Regions from separate parts of the Bos taurus genome. Here region 2 is linked to region 1. The links are chromatin contacts, called in public Hi-C maps. All regions are on one chromosome and are shown on one strand. The core of a region is the stretch at or near the end of the contact, and the rest is flanking DNA. Distances in the headings are between cores, read along the strand shown.

Region 1 (6,573 bases), core at 1,452-3,951:
TTAGTTGCAGCAGGGGGATATCTAGTTTCCTGACCAGAGATCGAATCTGTTCATCCCACCCCCTGTATTGGGAGCTCAGAGTCAACCTACGGGACCACCGGGACATCCCTGTTTCCTGCTTCTTGGCGTGTCTACTAGGCTTCCACGGACTTGTCAGAGCTCATGACTGTGGGGCTGTCAGGACTGCCCAGGGCTGTGGGGCAAGATGTGATTTAACCTAATGCTGGGCTCTCTCCAAGCACAAGCAGTAAGCAAGCCTGCTGTCAGTACTTACTCAGAGTCATGTAAGCTGGAAGATGGCTACCGCACAGCCCCTATTCCACCTTACATTCTTGTGTTATTTCTCTCCCTCTCAAAAATGTATTGTTCTTCTCTGATTAGGCATTAATGGAGTCCAACCAAATCACCCTATTTGGGTCCCCAGGATAGCCAGTGACCTTGTATCATCTGACGGATATGTAAATCAGGGAATCATCATCACAAAATGATTCATAAACCTACTCTGAGTCATCTGGAAACTCAGATCTTTGCAATTTTATCACTTTTATGAGGACCTACCACGTCCCTGGCACCATGGTACACATTTTACTCTTTGGCTGCATTGGGTCTTTATTGTGGCTGGTAGGCTTCTCTCGTTGTGGAGCATGGGCTTAGCTGCCCTGTGGCAATGTGGGATCTTAGTTCTGGGACCAGAGATTCAACCCTCTCCCCTGCGTTTCAAGGGCGAAATGTTAACCCCTGGAGCACCAGGGAGGTCCCAGTAGGTATTTTATATGTTACCTCATTTTGTCTTCACAACCAATACGCTCCTGAATTCTTCATGGAACTCTGACTTTTCCTATGGTTGTATGGTCTGTCGGTCCCCATAAATGGCTGCTCTCTTGCTCTTGGTACATCCCATGCCCCACTGGCCCTGCCTCACCCTTATGCTATGCAAAAGATTGCTTCCCGTCTATTTTTTTAATATTTATTTATTTAGCTGCAGCATACAGGCTCTTCATTTCACACAGGGACTCTATCTGTGGCTCATGGGCTTAGTTGCTTCGTGGCATGTGGGCTCTTAGGTCCCTGACCATAGATCGCACCCGAGTCCCCTGCATTCTTAACAACTGGACTACCAGGGAAGTCCCTGCATCCCCGTCTTAATCTGCAAGTTTAATCAGGAATCGCCAGCATGATCAGCCTGTGTGTGTGTAAGTCTCTCAGTCGTGTCCGACTCTGCAACCCCATGGACTGTAGCTTGCCAGGTTCTGCTGTCCATGGGATTCTCCAGGCAAGAATACTGGAGTGGGTTGCCACCGCCTTCTCCAGTGATCAGCCTGACCCCCAGCTAAAATTTGTTCCAGCCCAAGGACCAGAATGGCTCCATTATGTTTGGTCATCATCAGGAGACATCAGCCTTCATTACTGTTGCTAACCCAGAGCTGTGTGGGAGCCCCCCTGTTGACCAAGGGGGCTTCTAACATCACGCCCCCTACAACTGAGAGCAGCCCCCTCCAATGAAGATTGCTGCCATGTCCTGCTTGCCCTCCCCTGTACTCAGTGGGGTGTTGCTCCAGGACCTTTGCCTCTGACCTGTTAAGGTGCCCATCCAAAAAACACTGATGCCTCTGTCACTGTCTACAGGCTCTTTCTTCCATCTCACTGCTGGGCAGTTACAAGTACTGCAGGACTGAAGGATACAGGTTAGCAATAGTCTTTCTGCATTTTCCTCCATTCATTTTCATGTGAAATAACTCCCCTGGAAGAGCCTTGTGCTACTTTTTAACTTTCCCAGAAAGATTTTTCTGCTTTGGGCTTCCATTTATATTGTCACAGTATAAGGACTCTGCCATTTTTACAGAGATATTTTTGAATGTTTAATCTGTTGTTCAGTCTATTTATACCTTCTCTATCTGAAGGGAAGTGTTCCTAAGAATAAAACAGGAGTAACTGTAGGCTCCCAAAATGCTTCCAAAAATTCCAGCCCAGGACTGAGGGCCTCAACCTACTCCAGAAAAAAACACCAGTAACCCAATCCCAGGGTTCCTCGCGAAAGAACTGCACTCTCCACACTTTTGGGAGCTGAGAGTTCTAACTCTACATTTTAAAATATTTATTTTTGGCGGCATCCAGTCTCAGTAGTGGCACTCCGGCTTCTCCCCACTATGGGGCACATGCCCAGGAGTTGCAGCCCACAGGGTTAGCTGCCCCACAGTACGGTGTATCTAGATCCCCGGGGTAGGGGTAGGGGTTAGGGTTAGGGATGGAACACGCACCCCCTGCACTGGAAAGTGGATTTTTAACCACTGGACCACCCAGTTCCTACACTCTTAACACAATCTCTTTATGGGTGTTTCCAGAGGCTCAGTGCGCTCCAGGCTCAATTTGTCCCCAGGCTGTAGAGCCGTCCCGCGGGCCATCAGTGTCCTCTTTGTGCCTACGCCGCCCGGCCCAGCCGAGCCGAGGGCAACTCTCCTCTGGACCGCGCCCCCGTCCCGCTCCCTGGGAGGGAGGCGGCAGAAGGTGCGGAGGCGCAGGTGGGCGCGCAGGACTCACATGCCACGCCCAGGCCTGGCGGGCGGTGGGAGGCAGGCGAGGCCGGGCCTCAACCCGGGGGCGCGAGACCCTCGACCGCAAGGAGGGCGCACACAGGCGATGAGCTCGGCCTCTAGCGCCCACCGCACCTGCCGGCAGCCAATCCCGCCGCGGCTCCGCGAACGCCTGGATGGGGCGCGGTGACGTCATGCACACTCGTGCCCACCCCATAAGTCCGCCAACCTTTCCTGCCCCCTCCCGGCTCCATCCCCAGGAGTCAGCGTGTGTCCTGTACGGCGACGTCCCCAGTTTATTGTTCACTTCATCGTAGACCGTATCAAGGCCAGTTGCCCGACGACGCAGATGAGCTGGCTTAGGAGGAAAGCTGGGAGGGGAATCTGAGGGCGCAGAAAATGAGGCGCTGTGCGTCCAGATCAGGTCTAATTGGCTGCGAGTGTGAATTCTGTGAGTCTGCTCCTCGCAGCTCCCAGAGGAGAGTGAACACCGTACCCGCCGAGTAATTAAGACTGGGTGAGAATTGCAAATGTTGTCCCTGAGAACCCTAACCTTCTCTGTGTTCCCAACGGGAAGTCCACGAAGGGGCTCTGAGTAGTGAGCTGGGAGAGAGATGCAAGGTTTCCTGACGCCCCGGGACTGACCTGCTGCTCCTTCCCTCCACAGTCCATCTGAAGTCACTGTGCTGGAGGACGGGCTACTGCCCACATTCTGAGAGTGTAATCGAATGGCTTTGAAGCTGGGCTGCCTGGGTGGAGTCCCCACCGGTCACTGGCCCTCGCGTGGGTCTAAGGTGTGTCTTAAACTCCCTCACTCTCACTTCTAGGTATAAAGAGGACCGACAGCGGGAGCCTCACTCAGGGCTACTGTGAGGTTAGCATAGGAACCAATAACGTACTCTGAACATACCTGTGCTGTCAGTTTTTTCATAATTTACTCAAATTCTTTTTTTATTATTTATTTGTTGGTCACACTGTGAGGCAGGTGGGATCTTACTTCCCTGACCAGGAATTGAACCCGTGACCCCTGCAGTGGAAGCAGTCTTAAGGAACCACCAGAAAAGTCTCAATTCAGAGATTTTTGAATCAGGCAGCATTTATTTCATCCAGCACATGAGAAGGAGATTAGAGGAGCTGTACAGAATGAAGGCTTTTACAGGCAAAAGGGGACTAGGAAAAAAAGGCAGTTACTAACAGAGTGGATTGCTTTAGGCAGGGTCACCTTCCTTTGGCGGGGAGAGGGGGGTTCTATCATGCAGATACCTCACTAATTCCTGTTGACTGGTTAAAGGGTCACATTCTTGGGAGACACTGCGGTTAGATAGTGTTAGATAGTAAGTATTCGTTTGCAGGTGACTCCATTTTGGGACCTGTAGTTCTTTTTTTTTTAAACAGACCTGACTCCCTTCTCAAGATCTGTGGTGGGATCGGGAATAGAAGTTACAACTCTTTGATTGGGAAGTTAGATCCTATATTAGATCCCTAGGGCTGCTGGAATGAAGAACCGCAAACTGGGAGCTTAAAACTCCAGAAGTTTATTCTCTCCCAGTCTGGAGGCCAGTGGTCTGAAGCCAAGGTGGCAGCAGGGTTAGTTCTCTAGGAGGCTCTGGGGGAGCATATGTTTCATGCCTCTTTCCTGGCTGCTGGGGTTGCTGGTAGAACTTGGCTTGTAGCTACCTCTCATGAAGATGTCTTCATGAGACATCTTCAGTTCTGTGTCCCTGTCTCTGCTTTCCCCCTCCTTCCTCTTAGGAGGACTTCAGTCAATGGAACTGTGACCTACTTTAAATCCAGGACGATCTTGAGACCCTTAACTGGATTATATCTGCAAAGACTCTATAATAATTTCCAAATAAGGTCACAACTGAAGTTTATGGTGGGCATGCCTTTTTGGGTGACACTATTCAACCCACTGCAGACCCATCTCTTGCTTGCAGCTGGCCTTGGACTTTGAGCATTTCTGATCTTTAGTTTCCTTACTAATTAAAGGAGATGGGGTCTTTGTCTGGTCTGTGTCACTCATTCAGCCTCTCATTCAAAGTCTGTGTTAAGCACCTTTTAGACAACTGGGCTCTATACATCCTGGGCTTCCCTGGTGGCTCAGATGGTAAAAAGTCTGCCTTCAATACAAGAGATGCGGGTTCAATCCCTGGGTCAGGAAGATCCCCTGGAGAAGGGAATGGTTACCCACTCCAGTATTCTTGCCTGGAGAATTCCACAGACAGAGGAGCTTGGTGGACTACTGTCCATGGGGTTGCAAAAAGCCAGCCACAACTAAGTGACTGACATGCTCTATATGTCTTGACACCTCATGTGATCTCATGGTGATGAACAGAAGACTCAGGGTGGTGCCAGCAAGATGGCAGAATAGGAAGGCTCAGCCCTCATCCCCAACAGAGACACCAAATTAACCCTAGAAACACCAAAATACCTTTAGGAGAACTTCAGAAACCAGCTAACAAGTTGCAGTGCTGTGCTTAGTTGCTGTGTCTGACTCTTTATGACTCTTTGGACTGTAGCCCACTAAGCTTCTTCATCCACGGGACTCTCCAGGCTAGAACACTGGAGTGGGGGGGCCATTTCCAAGAAGTTGTAGTCCCCCAGGCAAATGCAGAGTCAACAACAGCTCCATGGAGAAGTGTAAGAAGACCCTTTCATTTCTTCTGTGACTGCCCACCCCCTGGCTGGCACGGCTCGTCCCAGGGGGGTGGGGAAGAGAACATAAGACGTGGGCCAATACTACAGGCTTTCAGAGGGCTACTCGAGGGACTGGTGTCTGTCTCTCCTGACTCCAGGGCTAACAGAACCAACGCAGTTTGGAGGTCTGGAGGTTGCCTAAAGCTAGAAGGAGTGAGGGCAGTGTTCAGCAGCATCAGCACCAGGGGGCCCATGGTGCGGCACACGGAGGCCAGGGCAGCTTGGTGCAATCAGGAGAAGACACCTGACTCAATAGCACCAGGAGAGAGAGAGAAGAGCATAGCATGAATCTAGCCAGCATTCTGAGGACTGGTATCTATCTCCCAGGCTCTGGGGAGCTAACGGACAGCTGGCATACTTCAGATGCCTAGGGGTTGCAGAGAACAGAGAGCCAGGGAACATGCAGTCCCACAGACACACGCTGGAGGGAGCAAAGGCTTACGTGCTCCGGGAGAAGAACCCGGCAAACCTAACTGGGAAGTCCTGTGGGAGAAGCTGCAGGCAGGCCCACAAAAGGTTTCATAGACACCAGAGTCTCTAGCTGGGCTAATTGGTGAGTGCATTCCCTTGTTGAAAGCCTGGGAGAGGTGACTTTTCTCAAAGCATAAAATTCAGCAAATAGGTCGGGAGTGGGGGTCCAAACCCACTGTCCCCTGTGAGATGTAGGGGAGGCGGGTGGCGGTGCTCAGTGGAGGTGGCCACGGCGCCAGTGGCCCAGGGTGTGGTGGGGGTGACCCCTGATTCCCAGACCGCAGGCTGTTTGAACCCCACTGGGCCTGCTAGGGAGGAAGGGTGAACTGGGGGAAAACATAAGGAAGTGAAATCGCAGGTGGCTGTTGAGCTGTCCTTAGCTTCAGGTGCCATGTGGGTCTGGTCGGGAGAGCAAGCCTGGTGGATCCTTTTCTGAAGGAAGAAGAAGAATGTTTATTCCTTAAAGTATGGAGGGTGCTTGCACTTGGGGTCCAAAATTGAGGTGCACAGGAGTATAAGAATTTAAGCCTTCTCTCAGAAGTGTATTGGTAGAGTTAAAGAAGAAGACAACCAACCAAACGTCATCTGAAATTGTGACTGGCTGATAATCCCTGGACAAAATCAGAGATCACTGCTCAAGCATAAGGCCTCCACGAAGACGTTTGACTTAAAGGGTTGGGCTGAGTATGCTGTGGAATGGGCTGCAAAGGACCCATAGGGCTTCCTTAGTTATTTTGGCTCTGACTCCATCTTTTCTGAGCAAGTGCTGTGCTGTCTTGGAAATTGGCCAAGATGATTGAGACCAGGGAAAAGGAGCAAAAGAAGAATCAAAAACATCAAGAAAATATCGCAAAAGCTAAATGACTAAAAAATG
Region 2 (6,287 bases), core at 1,810-4,309, 68 kb after region 1:
GCTGGCAAACCCACCATTTCTCAGTGCTACGCAGCCTGTCCCTCCAGCCACCGGGCCCAAACCTTTGTTCACGTTGTGGCTGTGTTGGGCCCAGGGGTTTGAGCCTGACTTCAGGAGGGACAGGAGCAGAAGTCCAGCGTGGAAGCATCGGGGGAGATGCTGGGCTGGGCTGGGCAATCGGCCAGGGTGGAGCTGGGGTGCCACAGAGCAGAAGTCCCCAGTCTCTGACCCTGAGAACAGCCCACCTCTGACTGCTGCTGGCTGGCACGCAGATACGGGCATCAGGCATTGGTGCCCGCTACGCCGGGGCCAGCTTCCAGCCCCACCCAGCCCTCAGGGTGACACTGGGCACTCTCCCAGCCCCCTCCCTTCGGCCACAGTGTGTCCCCAGTCTCAGTGGGCCTGGCCCTGAGGGGACTATGAGAGTACAACGGAGGAAGAAGCTACACTGAGAGGGGCTAGGGGTCCAGAGAGAGGACAGGGAGGACTGGAAGTCCAGGAGGAGTGGAAAGTTTTGAGGCCAGGTTGGTGCCAACCTGCTGAGGGTTGGCTCCCCTCCCTGTGCAGACCCCTACATCCTGCCCCGAAAACTGCACAGCATCCTGCCTAGGCTACTGCACACCAGCACCTGCAAAGACCCCCTCCTCCTCCCTCTGACTGTCCTGATCTGAAGACCCGCCTGCCCAAGGGCTCCTGATGCACCAGACCCCATAACAGCCCACCCCACCTCACAGTGAGGACTCCAGTCGGGCCCCACCAGCCCCGCAGTTCCTCCTAAAGCCACTAGGCCTGGTCATCTCCTACCTTCCAGGGGACTACTGATCTGCACCCCTAATGGACACCCCAGAGATTCCTCCCCGCCCCCAGGAGCCTCCCTGTCCAGGTTCTGTGCAAATGTGGGGCAGCCTTGGACACAGCCAGGTTTGCAACTCTAGGGAGCCCATGATTATTTGATAACAGCAAGCATTTTGTTGAAAACTGATTTGTGTAACACCAAGCCTCAAAAGCCACTGGAAAGTGTTAGACGAGAGTGGTATCATCTGTGGAGAAGCATCTTAACTGGAAAGGGATGGGGGGGTGTGTGTGGGGGACATGGCCAAGGCCTCAGGGAGGCAGACTCTCACCCGAGCCCCTGGCCCACCCATCAGGCTCCCCAGCCTCAGCCTCTCTTATCAGATGTGTGAACACGGGCTGTCCCGTCCCCTGTCAAGTATCTTTGCTTACCTGGCGGGGGGTGGGGGTGGGGGGACGGTCAGTGGGCCTGGGCTGGCTGTGACCTCTCCTTCCCTTTCCCGCACAGATGTCTCCTGGGACAACCCCTGGTCTGCTACCGAGCCAGCAGCTGGCTGCTGCAGGGTGTGATGACCTGGGCACCCTACTGAGGGCACGGCCTCCCTGATGTCTACACACCTGTCCATCCCTTCATTCTCTGGATCCCAGATAAGGTTTCTAACGCCACCTTTGATACCTTGGTCAAGAAACGCCCTTGGCGCTGGCCCAAGCCCAGGAAGGGAAGCAGCAGCAAGGGTCCCAAGCTGATGGAGTCCTCACTCAGCTCTGTATCTACAGCTCTGACTGAGTCCCAGTCATCTTGCATCTGAATCTGCTTCCTCTTATGCACAACGCCTGTTGTTCAGTCGTTCAGTCGTGTCCAGCTCTTTGTGACCCCATGGACTGCAGCAGGCCAGGCCTCCCTGTGCATCACCACCATTTCCTGTCCACCAAACTCATGTCCATTGAGTCAGTGATGCCATCTAACCATCTCATCCTGTGTCGTCCCCTTCTTCCCCCGCCTTCAGTCTTTCTCAGCATCAGGGTCTTTTCCAATGAGTCAGTTCTTCACATCAGGTGGTCAAAGTATCAGAGTTTCAGCTTCAGCATCATTCCTTCCAATGAATATTCAGGACTAATTTCCTTTAGGATGGACTAGTTGGATCTCTTTGTTGTCCAAGGGACTCTCAAGAGTCTTCTCCAACACTACAGTTTGAAAGCATCAATTCTTTAGCACTCAGCCTTCTTTATGGTCCAACTCTCACATCCTCCATACATGACTACTGGAAAAACCATAGCTTTGATATTGCGCAACGGAGATGTATTCACACTCCAGTACTCTTGCCTGGAAAATTCAATGGACGGAGGAGCCTGGTAGGCAGCAGTCCATGGGGTCGCTAAGAGTCGGATACGACTGAGCGACTTCACTTTCACTTTTCACTTTCATGCGTTGGAGAAGGAAATGGCAACCCACTCCAGTGTTCTTGCCTGGAGAATCCCAGGGACGGGGGAGCCTAGTGGGCTGCAGTCTATGGGGTCGCACAGAGTCGGACACGACTGAAGCGACTTAGCAGCAGCAGACGTATTCAATTATCCATCCACTCCACAAGCTGCCACCAGTGCTCAGGCAACCGGGACACGGGGCTGGCACAGCCCTGGTGTTCGTGGTGTAGGGCTTGGGGGAGAGGCGGCACTGGCTGGAGCTGTCACAGTAATCAATGTGCAAAAGCGAACAGTGGTGAGCGCTGAGAGCAGGCGGGCAGCCGAGCCCGGTGGGCTCGCCCCTCCCCACCGGCAAGGTGCTGGGGCGGCCCCTCAGAGGTCCGTTTTCCCGCGTCACGCAGAGACCTGCTGTCTTGGGCTTAAGGACCTTCCAGGTCCCTTCTCGGTTTGTCTAATAAACTTTTGGGAGGCGAGGGTCTCAAAGGCACGAGGGAGAATCTGTCGACCCGAGGCAGGGAGCTGCTGGCCCCACGGGGACTCTCGGAAGCGCGGCCGGACCCCGCCCCTCAGCAGCCTCGGGCTCCAGTCACACACTCCAGCCGGCAGCGCGGTGGTCAGAACGGACACACATTCCCGGGCGATGGCCTGGGTCCTACACCACCAGCTACACTCGCGTGGGGTTCCTCGCGCCGACCGCCCAGCAGACTGACCGGACGGCTGAGCCCCGCCTCCCACCGCAACGGGCCGCTCCGACTGCGCCTGCGCGCCGCCGCCTTGTGCGCGCTTTTCCGAAGCTCCCGCTTCCCTGAAACTTGTCCCTTGCGCCACGCCGTCGTCTCCAGGGCAACCCGGCGCCTCCTAGAAACCGCGCGGCCCGGCTATGGCGGCCGCGGCCCCCAGCGTGTTCCTGCTCATGGTCAACGGGCAGGTGGAGAGCGCCCAGGTGAGCGGCCGTGAGTTCTCCAGGGTCGAACCTCGGGGGAGGGAGCCAGCGTGACAGGCTTGGCGAGAGGTCGCGCGGACCCTCCGCCACGAAGTGCGGTGGGGAAACAGGCCTGGAGGGTTGAGCAGGCCGAGGCCACAGTTGGCCGAGCCCGCGTGAAGATTCGGGCAGGGGCCTCCATCCACCCAGCGACCCTCAGCTCCTCCGGCGCGGGTTGGTCTGACACAGCGATGGTGGCAGCTCTCCTGACCTGGAGGGTGTGTCTGTCCGACGGAAGGGGACAGTGCTTTCCAGTCCCCTGCATGTCCTAAGAACCGTTTGTTACTACTGTAAGACATGATATATGCCAGTCTTCATGCCCAGCCCCGCTCAGCCAGTCTTCACAACCACCCTTTGAAGTAGGTATTACTTGCACCCCCATTTTACAGATGGGAAGTTGCCCAAAGGAAGTGGCAAAACGAATTTCAAACTTGGACTGATGTCAAAGCTTTGCTGGACTTGCCTTTCCAGGCTGTTTTTAAAATATTATGATTATATTGTGAGTACTAACCAAGGTGGTCTAGGTAAAGCCCCGTGGGGTCTCTTAGTGGGCATCTCCCGCCTTCCTGTTTCATCAGGGTCGCTGCCCCACGCTCCCACCCTGTCCACCTCCTCCTTGGCCTGGTGCCTAAGGCCAGCTTCCCCTCTTCTGCTTTATCCCAGCAGGGGCCTCAGCTGGGCTGGGTCACATGTGCCTGTGTTCTCAGCAGCCCCTCATCCCCACTCTTCCCCTTCTCTGCTTGGGCCGCTCTGCAGGCCCTCAGCTCCCACCAAGCCCTGTATCCTGGGAGCACCTGTCTTCTAGACCTTTCACTTCGGCATCATTCCTTAGACCCTCCTGTGCCCACCCTGTGCCAGGTGCTAGGGACACAGAAGGCCCACATACCTGTCCCTTGTTCACAGTCTAATGGAGTTGAGAGAAATAAACATGGTCAGTGCTGTGATGGAGCACCAGGGGCTGTGGAAGCTGGGATGTGGCTCCAACAACCTGGAAGTCATGGCAGGCTCCCCGAAGTGTCAGTTTTGAAGGGTGACCAGCACTCCTCCAGGTGAAGGAATGAGAAGGGCATGTCATACAGATGTCAGAGCCTGAGCAAAAGCCTGGGGGCAGCAGTGGCCCTGGACTATCCCACATCTTGAGACCAGACCCTCCAATGAACTCCATATCCACGCACCCTGCTCTCTCAGCCCCTGCCCGCCAGGTGCCTCATGTTCAGAGTTGCTGGTGGCTGTACCTGCCTGGCTAACAGGTGGTCACAGCATGAGTCCCTGTGAGCAGAAGCTGTGTGTGCTTATTTCCAGTTTCCTGAGTACGACGACCTCTACTGCAAGTACTGTTTCGTGTATGGCCAGGACTGGGCCCCCACAGCGGTAAGCTGGACCCTACAGCCTCCCAGACTCACAGCTTTTGTGACTGGAGGGGTTTCTGAAGGCGCCATTGCACCCTTTCCCCTCCCAGTTCAGAACCAGTTAAGAGTTCACGGGTGGCACACACGTGAGTTTGTTCCCAGTGAGGCCGGGGCAGAGAATGCAGAGATCCCTGATCCACCCTTAAGGCTATGGTCGCTCCTGGGCCCTGCCCTGCAGCAAACAAAGCCAGACCAGCTCAGCTTTGCTGGGGCCACTTGCCTGAGAGGGAGACAGACTCGGGGCAGTAAACGCTCCAGGCTGTTGGCTAGTAGCGGTGCTGAGGGGAAAGTGAAGGCAGGAAGGGGAGGGATGAGAGGCCAGAAAAGGCCTCCTTAAGACAGTAACTGAGCGTAGAGCTGAAGGAAGCAGGGGGATGGGCCAAGTAGAAGGCTGTAGAATAAACTAGCTAGGCAGAACGACAAGGGAGAGGGCAACAGCCTGCTGGACCGTCCCCTCCTCTGAAGGAGGTGCAGGTGGAGCTTGGGCACCAGGAGAGGGGAGGGGCCTCAAGGTTTCAGGCCCTAATGGATAGAAACCCTCAAAGACCTGGGAGCCGCTCTGTCATGTCTTAGGTCCCTCTGTTCGGCAGAAGATGGTGATGAAAACAGCTCTCAGCTGTCACCTCTGGGGTGGGGTGGGAGGACATGGCAGCCTGGAGCTGGGACGCTGGCCGTCACTGTCATTGTCCTCGCAGGGGCTGGAGGAAGGCATCTCACAGATCACCTCCAAGAGCCAAGATGCGAGGCGGGCGCTGGTATGGAACTTCCCCATCGACGTCACCTTTAAGAGCACCAACCCCTACGGCTGTGAGTCTGCAGGCTTCGTCCTGCTCATCCCTGGGGCCCTCTACCAGCCTTGTCAGGTGCTCTCAGACACCTGGCTGTTTTCCCTTCCTTCCCACTTATTTGTGTGCACTTGACCTTTCCGAGGTTCTGACGAAGTCGGTGAAGCCCAGCCTGAAACCTTGAGCAGCGACTGCCTGCGAAGGGCAGAGCCTGGTGACTGGGGCTCAGCAGTCTGGCCTCTCAACGGCTCTCCCCCATCCATCACCGCTGTGCTTCCGCCAGTCCCGAGCCCCCTGCTCCTCCTCCAAGACCCTGCCCTGAGCCAGGGGTAGGCCCTTCTCTCTGCCATGGGCACCCAGCCCTCGTCCTACCTCTGGCCTCCCAAAGTTCTCCTTGCTAGTGTCTGCAGGGTTTGTTGTCCACTGTATCTGGTCGTCTGTGATCACTCTCACTTAATGAGTGCTGCTGCTGCTGCTGTTGCTAAGTCGCTTCAGTCGTGTCCGACTCTGTGCGACCCCATAGACGGCGGCAGCCCACCAGGCTCCCCCGTCCCTGGGATTCTCCAGGCAAGAACACTGGAGTGGGTTGCCATTTGCTTCTCTAATGCATGAAAGTGAAAAGTGAAAGTGAAGTCACTCGTGAGTGCTAGCTGTGTGCAAAGCCTGGCTCGCTCCACAGAGCTGTGCGTGCTCTCCAAACGTGGACTTGGCTGAGCTGTGAGATACTATCTTAAAGGTAGGCTTCTCTCCACCTCTTCTCCTGTTTAGGAAACCAAGACTCAAAACAGTGGCATCATTTGCCTTCAGCTTCACCTTGAGTAGCTGAGCACGGATCTGATTTCACAGTCCAGGCCTTCACACTGCGTGCAGCCGGCGCCCAGGCTTAGAGGGTCTGGG

What was found. Hi-C and Micro-C count contacts between places; a contact is called where the count stands out from the background.
Region 2: a Hi-C map of an unstated tissue shows a contact between it and region 1, with 4 times the contacts expected there. The contact joins the promoter of B9D1 here to the enhancer-like site in region 1. A contact is called at or near these places in 4 of 11 Hi-C or Micro-C datasets (liver, skeletal muscle and an unstated tissue).

Annotation. Positions count from the first base shown.
Region 1 is chr19:34,035,625-34,042,197 of ARS-UCD2.0, forward strand. No RefSeq gene overlaps it. Among named protein-coding and RNA genes, the nearest start is that of TRNAW-CCA, 9.8 kb to the left of the region's middle. Within about 2 kb of position 2,702, at least 9 of the 102 cell types and tissues checked have an H3K27ac peak or open chromatin away from gene starts, as enhancers often do.
Region 2 is chr19:34,103,700-34,109,986 of ARS-UCD2.0, forward strand. B9D1 (B9 domain containing 1) reads left to right here and starts at 3,060. Exons shown (of 7, transcript NM_001110064.2): 1 at 3,060-3,157; 2 at 4,499-4,567; 3 at 5,301-5,412. The coding sequence starts at 3,095.